Regions from separate parts of the Mus musculus genome. Here regions 1 and 2 are each linked to region 3. A link is a contact called in public Micro-C and promoter capture Hi-C data. All regions are on one chromosome and are shown on one strand. Each heading gives the region's core, a stretch centred on a gene start, on an enhancer-like site or on the middle of the called end of the contact. The rest is flanking DNA. Distances are from core to core; before and after follow the strand shown.

Region 1 (3,353 bases), core at 350-2,849, 440 kb after region 3:
CTGCTCAGACAAGCCTGACTCGGTGTGTTTGCTTACAGTTTTTCCAGATTGCTTCACTATGTAACCCAAACCTGTGATCCTCCTGCCTCAGCATTACAAATGCTGGAATTACAGGCATTTGTTACTACAGCTGGCAAATTGTGCATTTTTTTAAAGATTTACTTTTTTTTTATTTAATTTTATTTTTTTTTAGGTATTTTCCTCAAGATTTACTTTTTTAATGTATATAAGTGTTTTGCCTGCACATGATATGCATGTCTACCATATGTATACACCCAGTGCCCGAGAGGTCAGAGGAGGGCATTGGAGCCCATCCCCTGGAACTGGACTTATGGACAGCTGTAAGCCACCTCATAGGTGCTGGGAACTGAACCTGGGTCCTCTGGAAAAGCAGTAAGTGCTCTTAACCACTAAACCATCTCTCCAGCCCATTTTAATCAAAGGTGCTTAGTAGCTCACACAGAGGAACCCACAGTAGTTTGAAGAAAAGAAGAATAGTAGAGGGGAAAGCATGGATTGGAACCCTGGACCAGATAGATCATCTTACCAAAAGCCTCAAATTTTCCCACTACAAGAAGGGACTGAGGGCTGGTGAAATGGCTCAGTGGGTAAGAGCACCCGACTGCTCTTCCGAAGGTCCGAAGTTCAAATCCCAGCAACCACATGGTGGCTCACAACCATCTGTAACATGACCTGACGCCCTCTTCTGGAGTGTCTGGAGACAGCTACAGTGTACTTACTTACATATAATAAATAAATAAATCTTTAAAAAAAAAGAAGGGACTGAGACAGTATTACCTAATACAGATACCCACAACATAGGATTGTTGTAAGAGTCAAGAAGACAGCTTTTAGGCTGCTATACGGCTCAGTTGGTAGAGTGCTTGTTCAGCATGCATCAGTCCCTGGCACAGCATAAAACCTGGTATGATGGTACCTGCCTGTTATCTCAGTACTGAAAGTAGAGGCAAAGGAATGAGAAGTCCATGGTGAGTTTGAAGGCACCCTAGGCTACATGAGACCCTGTCTCAAATAAACAAGAGAAAAGCTTTCAACTTTTATGATCACCACACAAAAATGTAACTGTTTTAACGTTCCAGTGGTATAGATATTAGCTCTAATTTGATGGCTCAATTACATTTTTCACTTTTTTTTTTCTTTTCGAGATGGGGTTTTTCTGTGTAGCCTTGACTGTCCTGGACCAGGCCTCAAACTCATAGATCTGCCTTGCCTCTACTAGGATTAAAGGCATGTGCCACCACTGCCTGGCTGCTTATAAGCTAAGTTTTGGCTTATTATTATTATTATTATTATTATTACTACTACTACTACTATGAGAGTCTCACTGTATAGACTGGCTTCAAATTCTCTTTGTAGATCAGGCTTGCTTCAAGCTCACATATACCTGCCTGTGCTTCTGGAGGGCTGGGATTTGCCTGGGTTGCTTAATTAGAAGGGCACTCTTTTTCTCTATCCTATACGTAGCGTCACGACCATAGATAGACAACTACGCATGCGTCCAATCCTTGCGCGCCTCCATGTTACTATGGCAGCCGGATGCGCAGCTGGCCGGAAGTCAGTACAGTATTTCCGCCTAACAACACTTCCGGGTTGGAAGACGAGCGCTACATTGTCGCTGGGTAGGTTGGATGAGCTTTCCTTGAGTTTCTGCGCCCCAAGTGTGGCGGGCGGCTGCGCTGGTGCCACGTTCCGAGTGAGGCTGCGGCCTGAGGCGGTTGTGCCTGTTCCTCGCCGCCGGGGGCAGTGGGGGCCTGGGAGCCAGGCCGCGGCCCGCGGGTTCCTTCTAGTCTGTTCCTCCGGTCGCCGGCCCGGGACAGAGCAGGGTCAGTCAGAAGCTAGGGTGGTGAGCGGAGGTTGCGCGGGGCCGGAAGTGGGGTTAGTGGGTTAGGCGCTTTTCCGCTCCGTAGTTGAAGCTGAGCGCTTCTCGAGAAACTGCCGGGCTGTTTGGGAAGTTTGTGCGGAAGGGACGGTGGGACCCAGTTTGGAGTCCGTGACTGTACCCTGATAAAGTGGCTTTCGCACCGAGGCTAGTCATCGGGCTTAACGGCATCGCGAGGCCGTTAGGAAATCGGAACACTTCCCAAGACAGAGGATGTCAAGAAATGAACTGCAAGGGCCAGACCTTGTTATGAGGACCTGAAGGCCCTGGAGGTCTGAAAGGATGTTGATTTTACACGAAGAATAACAGACAAAAGAGTTGAGGTTGAGGAGATGGCTTAGCAAGTAAAATACTTGCACAAACATAGGACCGGAGTTTAAACTTTTAGCTTCTCCACTTACACCCTTTTTCCTGCGCATTTAGTGAGGATAAATAATTAAGCTCTAATGCATAAATCCCTCTCGTTCCTCAAGATTGGGTAAGGGTGTGAAGAGATGGTTCAGCGGCTAAGAGCACTTGTTGCTTGTGTAGAAGACTTGGGCCTGGTTCCCAGCAGCCAGTTCTATATAGTAGGTTACACCCATTTATGACTTAAGTTCTAGGGACCTCCACGAGCACCCAGCAGACAGGAGGTGCATTCATACACACAAAATATAATCCTTTTTTTTTTTCTTAATTACAAACAAGGTTCAGGAAAAGTGGTTGTAATTAATTGTTACCGAAGTGACCTCAGCCCTTGGCAAAAATTTCTCTGGGGCCCAAAAAGAGCTCAACAGCTTTAAAAGACAAACAAAAGCCCCCAATAAAAGAGTAACTAAATGTGTTATCACAATAAGGATGTGGAGGAAAATAGGGACCCGACTCCTAATGATGACTCCTAGGAGGGTCAGGAACCAGGGGAGCTCTGGCAGTGGTGCTCAGGGAAGAGACTGATGGATGGCTAGCATATCCATTTCCGTTTTACAGTTTGGTCCTACGCCATTTCAAGTGTTCAATAACTTCATCTGGCTAGTAGCTACCCTAGGGGACACTCGGGTCTAGAGAAACAGAACTTGTTCTGGAGAGTGTTCTGGTTCCAGCCGTGATTTTAATACAGCCCAACTGCCCACTTGTGGGTTTTCCTTCTGTTCTCAGCACAGGGACAGCCAAAAGGAAAGCATTAATTCATGCCAAAAAAAATGAAAACTACTAAGCAGAACCAGATTAGGTTCTGGGGCTACAGTGATTATGTAAGACTGTCTTAGATCCTTAGCCCTAGTTCACTCCTGCTGTGTCATACCTTGCAAAGTCTTTGAAAGGGTCCCCTGCGTCCCTAGGTACCACTTTCCAGATGGGGGATATTTCTGAGGGAGGAAGGTCTAAAACAGAGCTCTGGTACCCCATGGAAGGTGAAGGAACTGCCTTGTAGGTTCAAGTGTTCTTTCATGGCCTCCTCCCTCCAAAACACAGTTTT
Region 2 (3,124 bases), core at 316-2,815, 290 kb after region 3:
AGGCTCTCACTCCAACAGTGCAGCAGCCTCCAAGCTATGCACTGTTGCAAGCTCTCCTCCCAGGGATCCTCAGAAGGTGAGGCTCTTGCCAGAGTTTGCTTTGTACACCTGGGGAGGCTTGCTCTCCTCCACACACAGTATCCTCCCCAGCTTCTCCGAGCCACACACGCTGAACTCTTTGTTGCTCCAGGACCTCAACCTTTGGAGCTGGTAGAGAGGTCTAGAGGAAAACCAACTCTCGGCCCCGGCCTGAGAGATCCTGGAGATGACTATGTTCCTGTCTCCAAGTGTGTGCTCTCAAGTTTTACATGTCACTTTTTAGAACCCACCCACCCCGCTTTTCCCCTTAGTTTCTTACCTTTGTACTCAGAGTCTGATGAAGCGCTGCTGACACTTTTGTCCAGCTTGTCTCGAAAGTCCTCCCCGGCCTTGGCCGCAAGGCGGCCCCCAGGCTCAGGGGCTGCAGGCTGCCCACTGCTAGAGTAGGGTGCACAGGCCGCGAGAGGTTTGCAGTCAGCAAGGATGTCCCTGATCAGAAAGGAGGAGGTGACAGTTCGCGACTGGGCTGGGGCTGAAAGCTGCCCCGGTTGCAGGTGAGAGTCCAAACCTGGGCCAGATGCTGCACCAGGCCGCGAGGTACTGGTCTCCAGACAGTCTCTTCCGGGCGAGGCTGGTGAAGAGCAGTCGCTACTGCTCTCTGAGCGTGGACTCAGCTCCAGGGGTGAACGGCAGTCCCCAAGCAAGGGGTCCCCCTTGGGAAGGGCGGGGCTGCCCGCTCGGTGGGAGAGAATGGAGTCAATCCCAAAGCCATTAGAGCCTTCCATAGCCAAGCTGCAACCTGTCCTCCCCAAAAGCTCCCCACCCACCCCCAACCCCAGCCGCCGCTGCCCCTGCCCCTAGCTGCGGGCTGGCATGGGGAAGGCGGGCAGGGAGCCTGTGGGCACCTTGGACGGAGTTCAGCCTTGGGGGAGCCCGGGAGCTCTGGGCCAACCTCCTCTGCGCATTACATCCAAAAGGGCTCAACGCGTCTTCTGCAGCACCGCGCCGAGCCGCCGAGCCGAGGGGGGGTGGTGGTGGGAGTGTCAGGAGGAATGGGAGGAGGGCGCGCCAAGTTGGGGAGAGCCAAAGGGTAGAAGAACGGCCCGAGGATCCCTTAGGCACAGAAGAAACACGAGGTTGATGGAATCTGAATAAAGATCGTCTTTTGAAAAAACAAAATCCAAACCGCACGCTTCCTCCAGGCAAACGGTAGCCCAGGGCAGGGGTCAGCACGGCCGATAGCAACCGGCCGGGGCCGCGTTACGGGCAGGCAGAACAGAGCGCACCTGGAGGCCTCAGCACCGCGGACAGCGACAGCGGCCCCGGGATCGAGCAGCCCCACCTGGCCCCGGAGCTCCTGCTCGGCCCCGCCAGCACCGTGGACAGCGCCCTGCGGCTCCCACCGCAGCTCTCACCTGTCCTCCGCGCGCGCCTTCGCCGCCACCCCCACTTCCTTTAAAAAAAAAAAAATCGAACTTGGGTCACTTTTACTTTAGGACTGGCTTTTTTGTTGTTGTTGTTGTTTCTCTCTCTCTCTCTCTCTCTCTCTCTCTCTCTCTCTCTCTCTCTCTCTCTCCTTTTTTTTTTTCGTTGTGTTGTGTTTTTTTTTTAAAGGGGACTCACCCACGTGTCCCCGGAGTGATGACGCTGATTGGTTCGGGCCGATTTTGGGGGTGATGTCACGTCTCTACAACCCGCGGCCCGATTCTTTTCCAGTTTGATTAAAAGAGACACTGAATTAATTACAGCACAGACCTAACTATTTACCGGCGATTTCCACACAGTTTGCTTTCATTAGGTCAGCGATGACGCCTCTAATGAAGATGATTAGCCAAGGGGGGCAGGGACCGACCGGTGGGAGGAGGGCCAGCTGGGCTGCGTGGCCTGGAGTTTGGATGTTGGGCCTTGAAAGCCTTCTCCTGAGCTTGTCCACAATTATTCCAACTACTTGACCGAACCGGGATCCTATCTACATCCCCTTTCTTCCTCCTAATTTCCCTTCCTCATCCCACAAAATGGCAGCATAACCCAGTGGAGAAAAGACGTGGATGTGTAGGGAATCCTTTTCCTAGTACAAGAAGCATTTAAAATTTTATTTTCAGGGTGTTTTGCTTGGGTTCTAGGTCTCTTCACTCTCTCTCTCTCTCTCTCTCTCTCTCTCTCTCTCTCTCTCTCACACACACACACACACACACACACACACACACACACGCCATGTAGAACACCACAATTCTCTCCTTGCCTCTGGGCCTACTGGGCCTGCAGAAGGTTAGGACTGATGTCTTTTGGAAAAGAGACCAGAGTGAGGCCTAATTCGGAGGCGAGAGCTGAACCGTGGGAAAGATCAAGTCTGGAGCGTTAAGGGGACCCACGGATTTGACTGTGGCCTGAGCGAGGCGGCACAAGAAACAAGGCAGTGACCTCTTCATCCCCAGTCAGTGGCCTCTCTAGGGCGTATGTCCTGAGAAGCTAGTGTTTTTTGGATAAGTGTGTGTGTGTGTGTGTGTGTGTGTGTGTGTGTGTGTGTGTGTGATGTACCTTTAGACAGGACAATGCAAGTTCTGAGCTAGCACGAGGATGTCTAAGGCCGACCGTGGATAGCCTGGACTCTTCTTTCAAGGCAGTGCTAAAAATGAAGATTGGGACTTTCCCTCTTCGCCCTCCGGACCGCGCTCTAGTTCCGCTCCTTTGTGGGATCAGCCACTGCTAGTGCAGGGGCCCCGGTCTCCAAGTAGCTGCAACGGGTCAGGGGCCTGGATTCTCTGGGCTCAGCTCCAGGGTGGACGGTGCCCTGGTCTGCGAGAGAGCGGAGTTGCGCATCTGGGCAGCAGGGGCCCCGCGGCTCGCGGGGAGTCCAGACTTTCCTCTTCGGCTCGCCCCTAACCCTCGTTCTTGGCCCCTGGGAAACTATCCGTGGCCCGCGTCCGGCTCGGCGACCAAGGCCGCCGTAGAATCGTTCAGCGCCGCAGCCCGCAAACGCGATCTCGGCCGGGAGTGGCCCCTCGAAGCGAGCAAAACGGAAACTTTGTCCTCTGCCGGGATGGGCCAGCGGTGGCCTCGCGCCCGGCTCCCCGCGCGCTCCCTC
Region 3 (3,191 bases), core at 569-3,068:
TCTACCTGCCTCTGGCTCCCAAATGCTAGGATTAAAGGCATGCGCCTCCATGCCTAGTTAGTGATAGTAATCTTAAATTAAAAACAGAAAGGAGCCAGGCATGGTGGCGCACGCCTTTAATCCCAGCACCAGGGAGGCAGAGGCAGGTGGATTTCTGAGTTCGAGGCCAGCCTGGTCTACAAAGTGAGTTCCAGGACATCCAGGGCTACACAGAGAAACCCTGTCTCGACCCCCCCCCCAAAAAAAAAAACAGAAAGGAGAGATTAAAAAAATAATGAAAGAAAAGAAGAAAGGACTGGGGATGTAGCTCAGGACACAGTGACAGAGGGTGGAGGCAGAAGGATCAGAAATTAAGTTTTTGTTTGTTCATTTGTTTGTTGTTTGGTTGATTTTTTTTTTGTTGTTGTTGTTGTTGTTTTTTTACTATGTAGTGAGAAAGGAGAGAAGGAAGGAGTCGGGACCAGAGTGTACGTCCCATGCCCATGCCGAAGAACACCACGTAACTCAAAAGCAAAAAAAAAAAAAAAAAAAAAGGTCAGTTCTATGGACTTGTTTTACCACAATGGAAACAAAACTGGGCAAACAGCCCCCACACTCCCCACGGCCGGCTGGGACTGACACCAGAAAGGATTCAATGCAAACGCCTTCAGACGGAGGAGTCTCCTGCTATTTCTGCCTGCGAGCAGGCTCTGTGCCCCGGTGAAGGGAGACCTGGGACCTGCACCCACCTTTTTGAAGTTCTGGGAATGGTGAGCACCACTGGGGCGATTCCATCAGACCTAAATCATCCAGAGCCACCCAACTCCCCGAGGGACTTTCTACAGGTTGACCCCCAAATCAAAATGTTACCCCTCTCCTGATGGAGGGCTTTGCAGACTTGGAAGAGCACAGGTGGATAGGCACAGCTCTGCCAGTACCCAGGCTGTCCAACTCCACAGCTAGGGTGACTTGGCTTTCCCCACAGTAGTCTCATAAAAATGCTGGCTTTCCCAGGACCCAGTCACAGACCACAGCATCCATCCGTGGGCATCTCTGCAATGAGCCCTGTTTTCTAAGAAAACCACAACTCAAACTCACCTTTTCCTCTAGGTGAGAAGAGCTACAGATGCTCAAGGAGCCAAGAGCCTTTGGCAGTGCCTCCCCTCCATCATCCTGTGGTCTGCCTCACCTTGTCATTTCCCTTCAGTAAATTCCCAAGGAAAGGGTGTCTGACTCCCCTCCCCGGTGCTTCCAGGAACTTTTGAGAGGGTCATCAGAGCTACCAATCCCTTCTGAGATCCTGGCACAGGGCAGCTCTAGCCCAGGGGGACACCAATTTGGGCTCCTCTGGTGCCCCTAGAAAAGTGCTCTGTGTGTGTGTGTGTGTGTGTGTGTGTGTGTGTGTGTGTGTGTGTGTGTGAAGGGGGGGATTGACTTTGTGTATCTGGGTGAAGCCTAGCCCCCTACAATGAAGTTTCACAGAATTCGCAGGAGGAAAGCTCGGTGTTTGCGCTATCTTGGGGTATCGGGACTGGTCCATGTTCCTTCCTTCTTCTCTCCCCTGGTGATGAGCACTGCATCCAGAAGAGAGACTACCACAGTATTCTTCCTCTCACCTTAAAGGGAAGCAGACACCCTCCCTGCCTTGGGCACCCAGGACGAACTTTTCAGCGGAGCCCAGCCAGCACGGGTCTGGCAGCACTCACCGTCAGGGAGCTGTCCCTCTTCTGAGTTCTGCCCGAGAGCCACGAACCTCCACACTGTCCCTGGGGACTGCTCTCGGCTCGGTCAACGTTATGAGTCTCTGCACAGACAGACACTTCTCCTTTTCGTTTCTGTGTTTCCCGCCCCCCTTCTGTTCCCCTCCCTGATTTTCAATCTGATTATTTGTGTCAAAATCTGGCGGCTGCAGCGTCAGCCAATGACCAGAGCGCGAAAGTGCAGCCACATTTGCTTATCAAAACTTCACAGAAGCTTCTAACCCACTGGAAATTTCTCCAGAAACTTTCAGTAGCATTTGGGTGAAAGAGAGTGGCTAACTTATTAAAATGTAAAAGTCTAGCATTGACTTACAGTCCCTCATCCTTGCTTTAGATTTTATTTCTTTCCCTTCCTTCTTTCCCTCCCTTCCCCCTCTTCCCCTTTTCTCTTCTTTCCCCATCCATCTTCCTTTTCTTCCCCCTCTCCTTCCTCTCCTCCTCCTCTCTCCTCTTTTTCTCCCTTCTTCCTCTTGCTTCTCCTCTCCTAGATTCCACCATCACACACTTTCTCGCTGAGGCATTAGAGGGGCCCCTGTGTTTAAAGCTCTTGGATCCTGGGCCAGTACAGATCACTCTTAACCAACAGGATTCTGTCTCCCACTGAGCTCATTCTTAAAAAAAAAAAAAAATGGAGTTTCCCCCAGACAACCACAGACCAGCAGAACCACAAATAGACAGAGTAGAAGAACAACAAAAAAAGCAAGGTAGTGAATTTGGGGGCCTTGGAACCTGTACCTGGCAAAGTTCAAGTACAGATTGAATACCCAAGTACCACGGCCGGCGTGTGCTGCCATCTAGTGGCAGCATGAGAGACAGAGAGGTCAATGGGGGCCCCTCTGGGTACCCAGGCCAGCGCAGGGCATTTCACCCCATTTGAGCAGAGCCCCATTCCCTGGTCCCCACTTTCTTTTCCCTGCTCTGCCCCTTGGCCTCCTCCCGTTTGGGGATGACTGATTTATTCCAGGAAGTTTTGCATACAGAGAGAACTCCACCAAACAGCACTGTTAGCTGATTTGCATGCTCTTGCAGCCAGGACTGGAGAGATTACATTTCCCCCATAAAGAAAACAAACACGGGACAGGAAGCCCCGATTGAAACTGCAAGTCCAATGTTCAAAGTGTAGAGAAAAGAGATGTTTCGTTTGAGGCCTTTCTGCTGAGGGGGCTAACCCTGTGGCAGCGGCCGGAGGTCACAACAGACTCCCCAAGGGGACACAGGTCCAGACTGGTGGCCACAGATAGGAGACAGCTACACCCAGCCCTTGTTCTCTCTCTCTCTCTCTCTCTCTCTCTCTCTCTTTCGAGACAGGGTTTCTCTGTGTAGCCTTGATTGTCCTGGAACTCCCTCTATAGAACAGGCTGGCCTCGAACTCAGAAATTCGCCTGCCTCTACCTCCCAAGTGCTGGGATTAAAGGTGTGCGCCACCACACCCAGCCTTGTTCTCTCTTTATA

What was found. A called contact is a pair of places that touch in the nucleus more often than the background predicts. Capture Hi-C pulls out chosen DNA fragments and counts their contacts.
Region 1: a contact with region 3 is called in a promoter capture Hi-C map of liver. The contact joins the promoter of Ttf1 here to the promoter of Gfi1b in region 3. A contact is called at or near these places in 11 of 39 promoter capture datasets (the HPC-7 cell line, cranial neural crest, embryonic stem cells and 7 more), 3 of 15 datasets of contacts at CTCF or cohesin (embryonic stem cells, large pre-B cells and pro-B cells), 17 of 484 Hi-C or Micro-C datasets (the Ba/F3 cell line, CD4 T cells, CD8 T cells and 8 more), 10 of 115 datasets of contacts at active chromatin or transcription factors (bone marrow-derived macrophages, embryonic basal ganglia, embryonic forebrain and 4 more) and 4 of 9 other capture datasets (embryonic stem cells, liver, macrophages and 1 more).
Region 2: a contact with region 3 is called in a Micro-C map of embryonic stem cells, with 1.7 times the contacts expected there. The contact joins the promoter of Barhl1 here to the promoter of Gfi1b in region 3. A contact is called at or near these places in 3 of 39 promoter capture datasets (embryonic stem cells, hippocampal neurons and stem cell-derived epiblast-like cells), 1 of 484 Hi-C or Micro-C datasets (embryonic stem cells), 2 of 115 datasets of contacts at active chromatin or transcription factors (embryonic forebrain and embryonic hindbrain) and 1 of 9 other capture datasets (adipose tissue).

Annotation. Positions count from the first base shown.
Region 1 is chr2:29,058,664-29,062,016 of GRCm38.p6, forward strand. Ttf1 (transcription termination factor, RNA polymerase I) reads left to right here and starts at 1,600. Exons shown (of 12, transcript NM_009442.2): 1 at 1,600-1,640.
Region 2 is chr2:28,914,856-28,917,979 of GRCm38.p6, forward strand. Barhl1 (BarH like homeobox 1) reads right to left here and starts at 1,566. Exons shown (of 3, transcript NM_019446.4): 1 at 359-1,566. The coding sequence starts at 824.
Region 3 is chr2:28,620,164-28,623,354 of GRCm38.p6, forward strand. It overlaps Gfi1b (growth factor independent 1B), which reads right to left and starts at 1,819. Exons shown (of 7, transcript NM_008114.3): 1 at 1,686-1,819. Gm52548 (a long non-coding RNA gene) reads left to right here. Exons shown (of 2, transcript XR_003954006.1): 1 at 1-749; 2 at 1,090-2,040.